3 separate regions of the Zea mays genome follow, and all the other regions are linked to region 1. The links are chromatin contacts, called in public Hi-C maps. All regions are on one chromosome and are shown on one strand. Each heading gives the region's core, a stretch centred on a gene start, on an enhancer-like site or on the middle of the called end of the contact. The rest is flanking DNA. Distances are from core to core; before and after follow the strand shown. Region 1 holds the start of LOC103636220 (anoctamin-like protein Os01g0706700). Region 2 overlaps LOC100285766 (IAA-amino acid hydrolase ILR1-like 4). Region 3 holds the start of LOC100192626.

The links. A called contact is a pair of places that touch in the nucleus more often than the background predicts.
Region 2: a contact with region 1 is called in a Hi-C map of leaf, with 6 times the contacts expected there. The contact joins the enhancer-like site here to the promoter of LOC103636220 in region 1. A contact is called at or near these places in 2 of 25 Hi-C or Micro-C datasets (ear and leaf).
Region 3: a contact with region 1 is called in a Hi-C map of leaf, with 6 times the contacts expected there. The contact joins the promoter of LOC100192626 here to the promoter of LOC103636220 in region 1. A contact is called at or near these places in 3 of 25 Hi-C or Micro-C datasets (ear, endosperm and leaf) and 1 of 3 datasets of contacts at active chromatin or transcription factors (seedling).

Annotation. Positions count from the first base shown.
Region 1 is chr8:157,926,468-157,930,958 of Zm-B73-REFERENCE-NAM-5.0, reverse strand. LOC103636220 (anoctamin-like protein Os01g0706700) reads left to right here and starts at 3,086. Exons shown (of 16, transcript XM_020542670.3): 1 at 3,086-3,535; 2 at 3,775-3,844; 3 at 3,939-4,054; 4 at 4,393-4,491. The coding sequence starts at 3,347.
Region 2 is chr8:158,058,207-158,062,301 of Zm-B73-REFERENCE-NAM-5.0, reverse strand. It overlaps LOC100285766 (IAA-amino acid hydrolase ILR1-like 4), which reads left to right. Exons shown (of 3, transcript NM_001413757.1): 3 at 3,272-4,095. Among protein-coding and RNA genes, the nearest start is that of LOC100285766, 3.5 kb to the left of the region's middle. Within about 2 kb of position 1,756, at least 2 of the 20 cell types and tissues checked have an H3K27ac peak or open chromatin away from gene starts, as enhancers often do. A contact at or near this core is called in leaf, where this site is marked.
Region 3 is chr8:158,075,319-158,079,252 of Zm-B73-REFERENCE-NAM-5.0, reverse strand. It overlaps LOC100192626, which reads right to left and starts at 1,663. Exons shown (of 5, transcript NM_001137840.1): 1 at 1,251-1,663; 2 at 1,080-1,138; 3 at 683-871. The coding sequence starts at 1,344.

The DNA.
Region 1 (4,491 bases), core at 1,837-4,336:
CTCTTCAGTTGCTTCATCGTTCATTTTCTAGAGCTCAAAGAGACAAAGCATCTTCTCCCTATGCTTCTCCACTTGTTGATGGATAGCTTCGAGGTTATTGACCTCACGATAAAGTTCCTCGTCTTGAGGTTCTGGGCTGATGGCCTTCCTCTTCTGGCTCCTTGCTTTCTGGAGGAGAGCATCATCTCCTTGGTTAGGGTCCAAGGGCATGAGGACAACGTCGATTACCATCATCTTCTTTGGCGGCATAGTGTAGGTTGGTGTGGTTGTGAGATCACCGGAGGTGAGCGCATATGTTGGTCACTCGCTTTCGATTGCTATATGTAATCAAAAGCAAGGCAACACAAGCTAAAAGGTTGTTACCATCTCCCTTTAATTACTCTTTCTTGGAAGGTTATTTAAAGGAGAAGGTGTAAAAATAGGAGTGAATGCATCATGATGAGTACGAAGGAGAAATATTAAGAGATAAAACATGTTACTTATTTTTATTTCTTAGCACTTACATTCCATCTCTAGTGATAAAGCATGTAATTACAAACATACCTCTGACTTTATGCAATAGATTGTTCGAAGGTACTTCGAAGGCTGAGCTAGACGAAGTTTATGGCCCTCGAAAGGTGACCTTATGCATGACATTGTTCATATATTTATAGGGGAGAGGTACAACTTTGTATGAAATTACAAGTATGCCCACAAAGTTTACAAGTATGATTTACAAGTATCATAGGGGCAATATTGTCTTTTGTCTTCTTCTTTCTTGCTTCACAAGACTGCTTGTTCCTCTTCTTTCTTGTTGCATAAGACAAATGGAGCCAGTGGTTGCCAAAGTCAGTGCGGAAGAGGATGTGGAGCAACGGTGGTGGCCTGGAGGACAGAGTCACCGAGGGAGAAAGATATGATAGAGGAGTCGAGAAGATTCGGGAAATGAGAATGAGAGAGTGCGAGGATTCGGGAAATGGGACTGACAGCACCGGTAAACCCTAAACGTACCATTTTTGTGTCGAGCTGGCCCGAGCATGACCCAAGGTGGGTGTGCCTGGTTGTGCGTCCCATTGAGCTGAAATTCGTAACACGACCTAATCCACTCTACGTGTCATGCTAGCCCGAATTAAGAAACATTGTGTTGGACTGGACTTCGTGCCTTTATTTTCGGGCCGTGCTCGGGCTGGTTCGTTCGGCACTGTCCAAACTTGCCAGACTAGTTTAGGCTAGCACGCGGCTTCATGGTGTACCGATTCTTAGGGTTGTTTGGTTTCTACGGACTAATTTTTAGTCCCTTCATTTTATTCTATTTTAGTTTATAAATTGCCGGATACGAAAACTAAAATAGTTTTAGTTTCCATATTTAGCAATTTAGGGACTAAAACGTAATAAAATAGAGCGACTAAAAATTAGTTCCTATAAACGGTTTCTAGGGACTAATTGTTAGTCCCTCCATTTTATTCCATTTTACTCTCTAAATTGCTAAAACGGAAACTAAAACAGACATATTTAGTAATTTCAGGATTAAAATGGAGGCACTAAAAATTAGTCCCTAGAAACCAAACACCCTCTTAGAGCCCGTTTGGTTTCTTTAGTCCAGGGATTAAATTTTAGTTAGGAGACTAAAGTTTAGCCTCTACCCTGTTTTGTTCTATAGACTGAAAGTATTCAAAAACATTAAATGAACATAAGAGGACCAAATATTTCTTAGTATTCTTCCGTCATTAGTGCAAATGAAATAATGGAGAGACAAAAGGTGAAATTAATATGGTTTAGTCTTTTTTAGTCACTCCTTGAGTGACTAGAGACTAAAACAGTTTAGTTCATGTTTTAGTTCCACCGTTTGATAATTTATATATTAATGGGGTGTTTGAATGCACTAGAGTGAATAGTTAGTTGACTAAAAATTTAGTAGTGAAATTAGCTAACTAACAAATAGCTAGCTAGCTATTAAGTAATTTACTAAAATAGCTAATAGATGAAGTATTAGCTAGGGTATTTATATGTCTTTAGATAATTTTAGTCGCTAATTATTAACTTTAGTGCATTTAAATGACCTAAATGAGACAAATAAAAAGACTAATCTTTAGTAGTGCTGCAAATAACTGTATGCAGATACGAGTCGATCTGCTTCGACGGTAGAGCAAGAGCGAAGTGCTCGTTCCGCGATTGAGGATTCGATCGAGGCGAACTGAGAGGGAGCGGGTCGCTTTTATTGCGGTGTTTGATCGCAGCTTAATTAAAACCCAGTCTGGATGTATATTATCTGATAGTCGTTGGCTAGCTATTAGTTATTATCTGATTTGATTCAGCTAGTCACTCACAAGCCGCTAGTGAGAAAGTCCGTGACTAGACTAGCCACAAAGGATAAGGAATCACGTTTGCTGAGTGCAGTCTGCAGCCCAGTGAAAGATAGAACGAGAGCATTGCCGCGCTGCACAGGGAACCGCCCACCGGTGCACGTAAAAGAGAAGCGGAATGGAGAGGGATCACGTCAGAGAGCGCTGGCTGTTAGCCTGTTACAGTCTCGATGAATGGTGAGGGACAAAGCAGCAGCCTGATAACGACGAGGAGAGAGACCGTGGGAGCCGGGGGGCGCGGCAGGGCACCCCCTCGGGCCTCGGCCCTCGGTGGCGCCAAATGAAATGGACGGCACGCAACCGTCAGGTCGAAGAACCGAAGACCCCCATTGCGTTTGCGCTCCACCGCCAGCCGCACGGGCGCACGACAGCCTCATAGGTTGTCGGGTTGTCCCCGACTCCCCGTGCCGACGAAAACCGGCCTCCACATATACTCCGTTCCGTATCTTTCCGTGTGCCACTGCCACATGGTCCCAAGTACCCACGGGCACGGCTTTCAGATCACACGCCTCGTCCCTTCCGCCTCCTCTACTACAATTTTTGTTCATTTTTATTTAAAAAATCTCATCCTGTACAAAATGATACGCACGGTTCCCACGAATAGTTTCCCCCATGGCCCCCATGGGCCATGGCGAGTCGGAGTTGCACCGGTCGCCGCACGTCCGCAAGCGCTGCCTGCTCGGACACAGACAGTTGGGACGCCAACTAACCAGCCGGTCATAATAATAATTATTTTTTAAATCTTAAAAAGCAAACGAAACGAACGCGGACACCGGTCCTCATCACAGTCCGTTCCTCCCCCGCTCCCTCTCCTCCACCTCCGGCCCTCCGCCATTCCCATTCACAAAGCACGCTCCGCTTTCCTTTTGTTTATTTACTCTTCCTCCCTCCGCATCCTCCTCGCGTCGCATTCCCCCGTTTCCGCCCATGCGTGTCCGCCTCCTCGCATCCGCCGTCGTCTCGCACCTCCCCCGCGCCCCAATCTGGTCCGGGCGGAGTTAGGGATGAGGACACAAGGGGAGGGGCATGTGGAGGAGGCCACGGGGTTCGAGGTGGGCATCGTGGTGCCCAGGCTCTCCCGCGCCGCCGCGGCGGGGGCCACCGACAACTGCGTGGCGCGTCTGGTGCGGGAGCTCGAGGGCGCCGGGCTGCTCGTCGAGCGCGTCCGCGGCGTCTCCGCTGAGTTCATCAAGGTCCGTGACCCAGCACCGGCGTGCCGCTGCTGTTTTTTATTATTATTTTATCTCCTTGTCTTTTTAATTCTGTATCTGGGCTACGCACAAAGTTTGAGCGGACGCAAGCAACAAACCGGCGATACAGAAGAGCGCGAGCCCTCTATTATCTGCCTCGTTCGGAAATTGTGCAGCGCGTGCTGCTTGTTTTTTTTTCTCTCTCTCGTTCTAATGCTTGTGGCCCTGCTGTTTGAATTTAGCTAGCCGCACCAATGGGGACCCTGGGGAGAGCTGCTGCTGAGATGCATATGAAGAAGCTAACCTACATCGGTAGCTGGACTGCTGTATCTACGGAGCATTTGAATTTTGAAATGTGGTTGGTGGTGGGTGACGTGTTTCATGTTGCTCCTAATTTCGGTCTCAGGGATGGAGCTTCAGTTTCAATCGGACCAGGTTGCAGCATTCGTTAGGCAGACAGACGGTTCCCTGTTCAGCTGGAGAGAACGCTATTCCTGCTTCCGCTACTTGATATATGGCATTGTAAGTTCATGGCAGTCGGCCAGTCGCCACGTATATCTATTGATGTGATTAAAACACATTGTAGTTATGCACGCTTATTTATCACTAATGCTTCTACAATGTACATGCGGATGTATTTTTAATGTTCGCTTCTTTGGTCTGCACTATAAGACTACCAATGACATGTGTACTTCGTTTCTGTGCTGATCCAGATTTTGTCAGATCAATGCACTCCCATTCAATGTTTCTTTGCTTGATTTATGCATGACAAGTGAAGTGTATAACTAATCCACCAACTGTTTGGCTCTTTTCTAATTTGGATATCCAATATGATAGCAAGTTGGAATTGATAAATCCAGGTGAACAAGACAAACTCTGAAGTAGTCCTTAAATTTGATGATAAGGAGTTCCATTGGAAGCAAAGTGAGTCCTTATTAACAAGGCTGGAAGCTGAAGGA
Region 2 (4,095 bases), core at 507-3,006, 130 kb before region 1:
CCTTCCATTCGTTTTTAACTAGCAAGGGATTTAATCATCTTCAATCTTCTTCAATTCATTTCTAACTGAACAAACCCTTAAAGTGACAATGAACCTTATAGCAAAGTCCCTCGATATCTTTCTTTGCAGTGTCTTAGCTTTTTGTTAAATATAAAACTAGTAGAAGGTAATTTAGCGCCTGGATTTGCTTTGTCTCCTCGGTTGCAGTGATTGTTTGGCCACAAAACTTGTAATAAACAAGTATTCTCTATGTTCTTTTCTATTTATCGTGGTTTATTTCAAAAATAAACTAATCGAACGACAAATATTCAAGAACATATGTAGCAGTTGGAGGTAGTAATTGACTAAATTTTAATCCACAAAAATCTAAATAGACAGACTAATTATTCGTCCATTAATCTACAAATAAGAATCAATATGACTAGTTGCTACTACCACAGATTATCAAAAGCTATAACGTTTCAAGTTCCTGGTTCCACCTGAATCCACATTTATATCTAGGACGTTTCCAAGCGTGTCACTGTCATCACCAAAGCTCTCGTGCGTGAAGACATAGTTCCACTGAAGTTGAACTACGGCGTCTAGATGAAGTGTTCTTAGAGTTTAAGTAGCTTAATTAGTTTTCACACGAGTATGGGTCAGTAACTGAACGTAATGTTTAGCCACCATGGATGTGAATGGGTGTTCATGTTAGAGCTGTGGGACAAGTTTAGTTTGTGACATTTGCATTCATTTCATACCTTGAAACTCGACTGGATGAAGATATTAAGGTTAGGAATTGGAAACTGGAATCATGATTTTCAAATTTTGATGTTTGGTTGTCTAATAAATTTAGAGTTGAAACTAAAGTTCAAATTCTCGGTATTAAACTATAACTACACAATTACCTTTCACAATTCAGAATCTAGACCCTCGCTCTGTATTAGCTATAAATGCAATTCCAATTATATCCAAACAACATATCTGTATTGTAACCCATTTTCAATACTAGACAGATTTAGTATTAAATCTAATTCAATTTTAACATCTCTAATATCTATATACACAAACCCTGAGTGATCTACTTTTAATTTGTAGGGATGGGTTAGTCTATTTCTTTAGTTCAGTGACCTATATTCATATGTATAGGTAATGCAGTATTTTTTAGCGCTGTTAATTTTGATCGAGACAAATATTCATTCTTTGCACTATAATTTATATATCTCCAGTGTCTTGTACATAATGAACCATTAAATAATTATTGATCGGTATATTGATTAATTCTAATTGATTATCAACAAAGTACCCGTTTGGTAGGCATGAGATTTTAGCTTCGGGTAACGTCCCCTATCTCGTATTATCAAGGTGTAGCTGGATACTCAGATTTTGAGTCTAGAATCTACATAAAAATGAGACATGTTTGGTATAATATGAGATTTCTGTACTAGATTTTAAGAATCTGAACAAACCAAACAAGCCATAGGAAGTACTGGACCTATATATATGAATAAACATGTTCCAAAATAGCTCATAAAATACAATCTCTTAGTTCGGTACTTTTGTGCAATTGATAAAGAGATTTTACCTTATTGCACAAGTAATAAACGAATACTAGATGATATTATATGCTCTGTAGCTTTTTTTAGATTATCAAGAGTGCCGCCGCCAAATAAAATTACCCTCCTATTTAAAATCTTGAGTGCAGGACACCATTACAGTTAGCAGTAAGCACACACGTGGCCTAGTTTGACCTTTTGTGCTAAAACGTGCACATCAAAAGGAATTTCTCCTCGCAACAAGAAACTAAAGATTCCCGGGGCGCACACGTCGTACGCTAGATGTCTTTTTCTACTATGCCTCTGTCTCACCGGCACGATGTTTGTCAACAAAGACGTGTCACGTGTGGCAGTCCACGAATGAAACTACCGATTCCTGTTATAAGGTATCCTCAGTTGCTATAACATAAACAAAATTTTGCTAGAAACAATTTTTTGTTTTAATCATGTTTATAATTTGACTAGTCGTTAGCCATTCTTATATGGAGAGTTTTGGATCCTAATCTACCATATATTTTAAAATTAAAACGAAGTATTTATATAGACGTTATCCTAGTGTAGACCCCACCCCCCATTTTGATTTGAGAGAATGATCCCCTCTGATGGAAGGATGGAAGAGTACTGGTGGTATCGTTAGTTCTAGCTAGCTCTTCTCATAAAACAACTAAGGACTTGTCAAGCACTCAGTTTTTAATAAACTGGTTTATAGAAATTGAGACGGTTTCAAATATATCAATTTATGACTTAGGGCCTGTTTGGGAGAGCTTCGTTTCAAGAATTTCATGTTTATAGTAGATTCTTCTATCCAAACAGGTCAAACTTCACGAGCTCTAGATTTAAAAAAATTTGAAACTTGAGGCCAATTTCATGAAATCTTCGAAGCTCCTTAAGGGCCTGTTTGGGAGAGCTTCATTTCAAGAATTGTAGCTTTGGTTTCCCAGCTTCACTATAAAACAACTTCAATAAATTATTAGGTGGATCCGATGAGTGTTTGGCTTAATCATAGACTTCAGCTTCTATAATATTAACGATTTATGTGAGTTTCCTTGAATACCCTCAATTATTAGTGCGATGGCTTTGTTTTTTTTTTTTAAAAAAAAGAAGCAGACTTTTGGAGAAGGGAAAGTTGCAAAGCTTGCGTAGCATGTCATAATATAACGTGAGCATTCGAGTTGGACCTGATTTCTTGTATCGCATTGCAAATCATGTACTATGTGCTGATTAGGTGTTGCGATGGTCCGTTAGCTTCTAAAGTATGTACGACACGTCATATACACGGTGATTGTTGTCGCTAATATGCACGGTGATTGTTGTAAACAAGATAGCATTCTAATATAAAATAATACACACCAATATAACGATAACTTGTAATATTGTCAAGTCTTCATGGAAACATTTACAATGTATATGAATGTATGTAAAATTTGAATATGGTACAAATTAGATTCTCAGTTTTTTAAAAATCAAGAAGTTGAACTCTCCTAACTAAAAAATAAAAAGTGGTTTATTAAAAACTAGGTTGCTTTCAAACATATCTTAACACTTGTACTCTCCATGTTAAAATAGCCCCTTCCATTTCCAACGAAAACTAGGTATATAAACTAGTAATGGATGCACGAAGAAGTTACAAGTATTGTAGAGACGTTCTTGCGTTGTTCTATGCAATTTTCGCGGTGTGCAAGGAAAGCAAGAAGTTGATATAGCCAAAGGTTTGAATATTTTTCTCTCTCTCTCAGGGCACAGTAGTCCTCCTTTTCCAGCCGGGAGAGGAGGTCGGCATTGGCGCCAAGAAGATGGTGGAGGCGGGCGCCGTGGAGAACGTCGAGGCCATATTCGGGTTCCACGTCACCGTAATGCTCCCTACCGGCGTGGTGGGCTCTAGGGCCGGCCCGTTGCTGGCCGGGTGCGGGTTCTTCGAGGCGGTGATCACCGGGGCCGGTGGCCACGCCGCCACCCCCCACAACATCGTCGACCCCGTGGTGGCAGCCTCCAGCGTCGTCCTCAGCTTGCAGAGCCTCGTCTCGCGGGAGGCGGACCCGCTGGACTCGCAGGTGGTAACAGTGACGAGGTTCCAGGGCGGCGGCGCGTTCAACGTGATCCCGGACTCCGTGGCGATCGGCGGCACGTTTCGGTGCTTCTCCAGCGATGGCTTCATGCGGCTGAAGCGTCGCATCGAGGAGGTGATCGTTTCGCAATCCGCGGTGCACCGATGCGCCGCGTCCGTGGACTTCGGCGCCGGTGGGAGCCCCCTGCTGCCCCCGACCGTGAACGCCGCCTCGCTGCACGCGCACTTCGAGGCCGTCGCCGCCGAGACGGTGGGCGCGAGCGCCGTCCGGGCCGCCATGGCGCCGTGCATGGGTAGCGAGGACTTTGCGTCCTTCTCGGAGGCCGTCCCAGCCTCGCACTTCTACTTTGTTGGGATACGGAACGAGGGGATCGGGGCCGTGCACGCCGCACACTCCCCGCACTTCCTCGTCGACGACGACGCGCTTCCGTACGGCGCCGCAATGCACGCCAACCTCGCCATCGGGTACCTGCGGAACCGCGCGGCAGCCAACGA
Region 3 (3,934 bases), core at 414-2,913, 150 kb before region 1:
GGCGCATCAAGGGTCAACCTTGATAAGGAACTATGTTTGAATACATAGCATATATTTCATACAGAACAAAAGTTGTAATCATACCATCTAAGCAGTAAGACAAGGAAAGTCATAGATTAAACTTGATGGTCAGATATGCTTGAGTGAGAACTGAGAGCATATATAAACATGATGGCAAGATCTTGCCAGAGTTGTACTGCTAAAACTTGGATATCCAAAATTGAAAAAAAAAAGAAGTGAAAGCCCAAAATGTAATGTAGTAATCCAGCTGGATTCACTGACATGCACATGTAAACCATTCATTGAACAAATTCCTAGTACACACGGCCCATTGTTACAATGATGCACAATGTTGCAAGCAAAATGCAACTAAATAACAGATATTGCACCATCAATCATTTAGACTGTATAACTAGTATTCCACTTATATGGGTATGATAATACCCAAGGCAAAAAAGATAAATTCTGATCATTTCAGTGCAAACCAAATCACCTGATATGAAATACCACATCCACATTTAAAAAGTACAAGCACATTTATTTTTCAGTTATTTCTAGCTCATAGACATTGGACCTATGACGTTTTTGCTCTGATGCAATCTACAATAATTGACCTGATGTGATATGTTATGCATTGAAGTGAATACTTTGTAGACACAGTCAAGTCCTAGCATTAGCTCACCGCGAGAGTATCAGCCATTCCAGACTCCAGGAGCTCCTCCCGGGTAGCCTGCCTGGCATTGGGCGCAGATATCCTCTTGAGCTCACTCTTGACGTTGTTGAGGTCAGATTTATACTCCCTCAGCTTTGCAAGCAAACCAGCCTTAATGCTAGGCTGTAGGCTCCTTGCCTCCAGGTCCATCTTCCGAATCTGCAGACACAAAACAAAAACATAAAATTACTTTCCCCCAACCCCCAAATTGAAGACTAAGGCACATAAACATCTCGCAACTCCGTCGGAACACCAAAACTGCACCGACGGAAACGAAAAATCCCTAATCTCTGCTTTTCTACCCATTCCCCAAATGTCCTATATCCCGGGGATCCCCAAAACAGAACGCGTCGCGGCATCTATTTACCAGCGATTCAGCTTCCTCAACGCCGGACTGGATCTCGGAGAGCTTCTGCTTCTTCCTCTCTGCGGATAGACCCACCGAAATCAGACCAAAAACAAACGATCAACAAAAGCAGGTGCTCCCCCAGCGGAATCACAGAGGAGGAATCGTATTAACCATGGGAATCATGCTCACCTCCATCGAGGGCGGATGCAGCCGTGCACTTGCGGGAGAGCGAGGCGGAGGCCTCGCAGTACTGCCGCTCGTAGCCCTCGAACACCTCGCTCATGGCTGATGGCTGCTGCCCGCGGCTGGCCTAGATCTCCTCAAATCCCGTTAGCTTGATCGCCCCAAGCGAGAACGATCCGACAGCGGCGAGTTCGACGGGTACTCGATCCGACAGCGGCGAGTTCGACGGGTACTCGATCCGCGTGGCTCGGCGACGGGAAATCTGGAGGGTCGGGTCAGGATTGCCGTGCCCAAATGCAGAAGAGATTAGCACATTGCCGCTGTTTGTTTGTTTCTAGAGACTGCTTGGTAGGCCCGGGAGGTGAGTTGCTGTCGTGGGAGGCCTATCTACTATCTGGTCTTGCTGGACGTATATGTTCATATGCACTTGTGCTAGAGGTACCAACCACGTAGCAGGGAAAAATATATTATCATCATGTGCACGGTGATTGCAGCATCAAGTTGCTCGCACGTCCTTTTGCTGCCGCTCAATTTACATCAACTGATCGCTGAGACCAGACACCCCAAATGGCCACTGCAAACAATGCCTGCGCTCCTCGTGTTTCTCGCAGACGCTGACGCAGCCGCAACTGGACGCAATTTGATGCGCCAGGACCAGGGTACGTCCTCTGAAGGAACGCTCCTGAATTATTGGTGCCGACATGATGCAAGAGTCTGCAAGCAAAAAAAAAACAAGGGGGAGATCACGTCCTGAGCTGGACTGATGCATGCGCTGTTTCTGTTTGCACGCGCGCAGGGCTCACGTGGAAAACGAAGGCGGAATGGGACTTCCTGCACTCCTACTGCGCCATTGCTCCTTTGATGCAGGCCAGGCCGGGCCGGGCAGAGCAGCTGGCAGCGAGATGGAGTGGAGTGGGCGCCTGGTGCCCTTGCTGTCCCTTCATGTGCTAAAACGTTGCTAGCCTGAAGTAGTTTATTGACCCAACTACCCAAGGCTACTTTTGTCCTATAGTTATTGACCCAATGCTATCTATGTACGTGCATACATACTACTGTCTTCAATGTGATCTCCATGGTGAAACTTGTTTGCAGTCTTTATAAACAATTCAAGGTGCGCTATTTAGTGTTTACTACTCATGCCAGTCTTATGGTGAGTTGTCTATTACTGTCTTCAACACTGCACGTTGTATAGAATGAAATAAAACATAGATGAAACACTGGGTTTAAATAGAAAGTTTTATTCCGTAACTTTATAGTAAATACTTAATTCTATAACACGGAGAGCTGGTACATCATGTCAAAAGAATTTCATCTCCATAGAACTCACTTCTCTCTATCTTACTAAACCTTTGTCAAATTATTAAAAGCACTTATATATATGACAGCTTATTTAATACAAATGGGACGCTAATGGAACTCTACTAAAGGCGCACTGCATATGAACCGACTTTCTGTTGGAGCATATTGTCCCATGTTTCATGAGTGGCTAATTCTTGTAGGCTAACCGTTTTGTTTATGATGTATCAAACTATAACATCATGGCATTAAGATTTAAGTTGTTTGTTCGAGAATTGGTTGAAGTGATTTAAGACGTTGACAACCACGAGCATAGGGAGGATCTCAAGGGGGGCTCCAGACCCCCTACGTGCATGAAACTTCATTAGATATATGGGTGGAGTATAAACGAGAAAGGAGAAGAAGGAAGAAAAATAAGTCTCTGTTCCATTGGAGGAAGAGGTAGATGGTAGAGTAGAAGAGAGAAGGAAGAAGAAGAGAGAAAATTAATCCTACTAGCTTGTGATGTCTTCATCACTGATCACCATGAAATTAGCCTCCCTCCCTAGTCCATTCCAGGAAATTAGCTTGTTGAACGACGACAGATGATGATGGAAACTCTAGTTCTCCTCATTTTCTCTCCTCCCCCTTTCTTCCACCCCTTCTTTCCAGGCGGTGTGTAGGATAGAGCCTTGCTCCTTAATAAGAGAAGGCATGGAGAAAGGAGAAGATTGCACCTATAAATTTAATTAACATAAAATATACGACATAACAGTAAGAAAACTAAAATTTAGACACTTGAAATTTAGCGAGACTTATACTTAATGGCACAAATTTGATTATTGGTATTCACTATTTAATGACGAACTCTAGTTTATGTATAGCTAATTAGGTCGTGTCCAGTAGTTTACCCACATAGTCATTAAAACACTATTTTATATTGTTTTTGCACTGTTTGTAGGCTGAAGTTTAAATATTGTTATAAAAATGGGTAGAGTGCTTGAGATAGTCTTAGTCGTCTTATTATTACTAATGAGGTTGCTTCCATTTCATTGCCACATTTCCCGATGCTAGTTTGACTCATGCAGCAATTACCAACTTGGTTACGACTTTCTACTTCCTCTACTTCATAATTTCCTCCGTGCTAGTTTTGCCATTCAATCACATGGAAACATGAATGAAGCCATGGTGCAAATAATTCCACGGGCGCGAGATCAAAATAAGCACGTTTTCCCTTACCTGGTGGTGCACAATAGGGTTAGAAAAAACTCAAGGCTCGCTCAGAGTCGGCTCGGTTTAGAGAAGCTCGCGAGCTTGAGCCGAGCCTAATTTCATGGCTCACTCAAATAGCGAGTCAAGAGGTTACGAGATCATGAAATGTTATGTTGTGACACTATTACATTACTAAATTATTG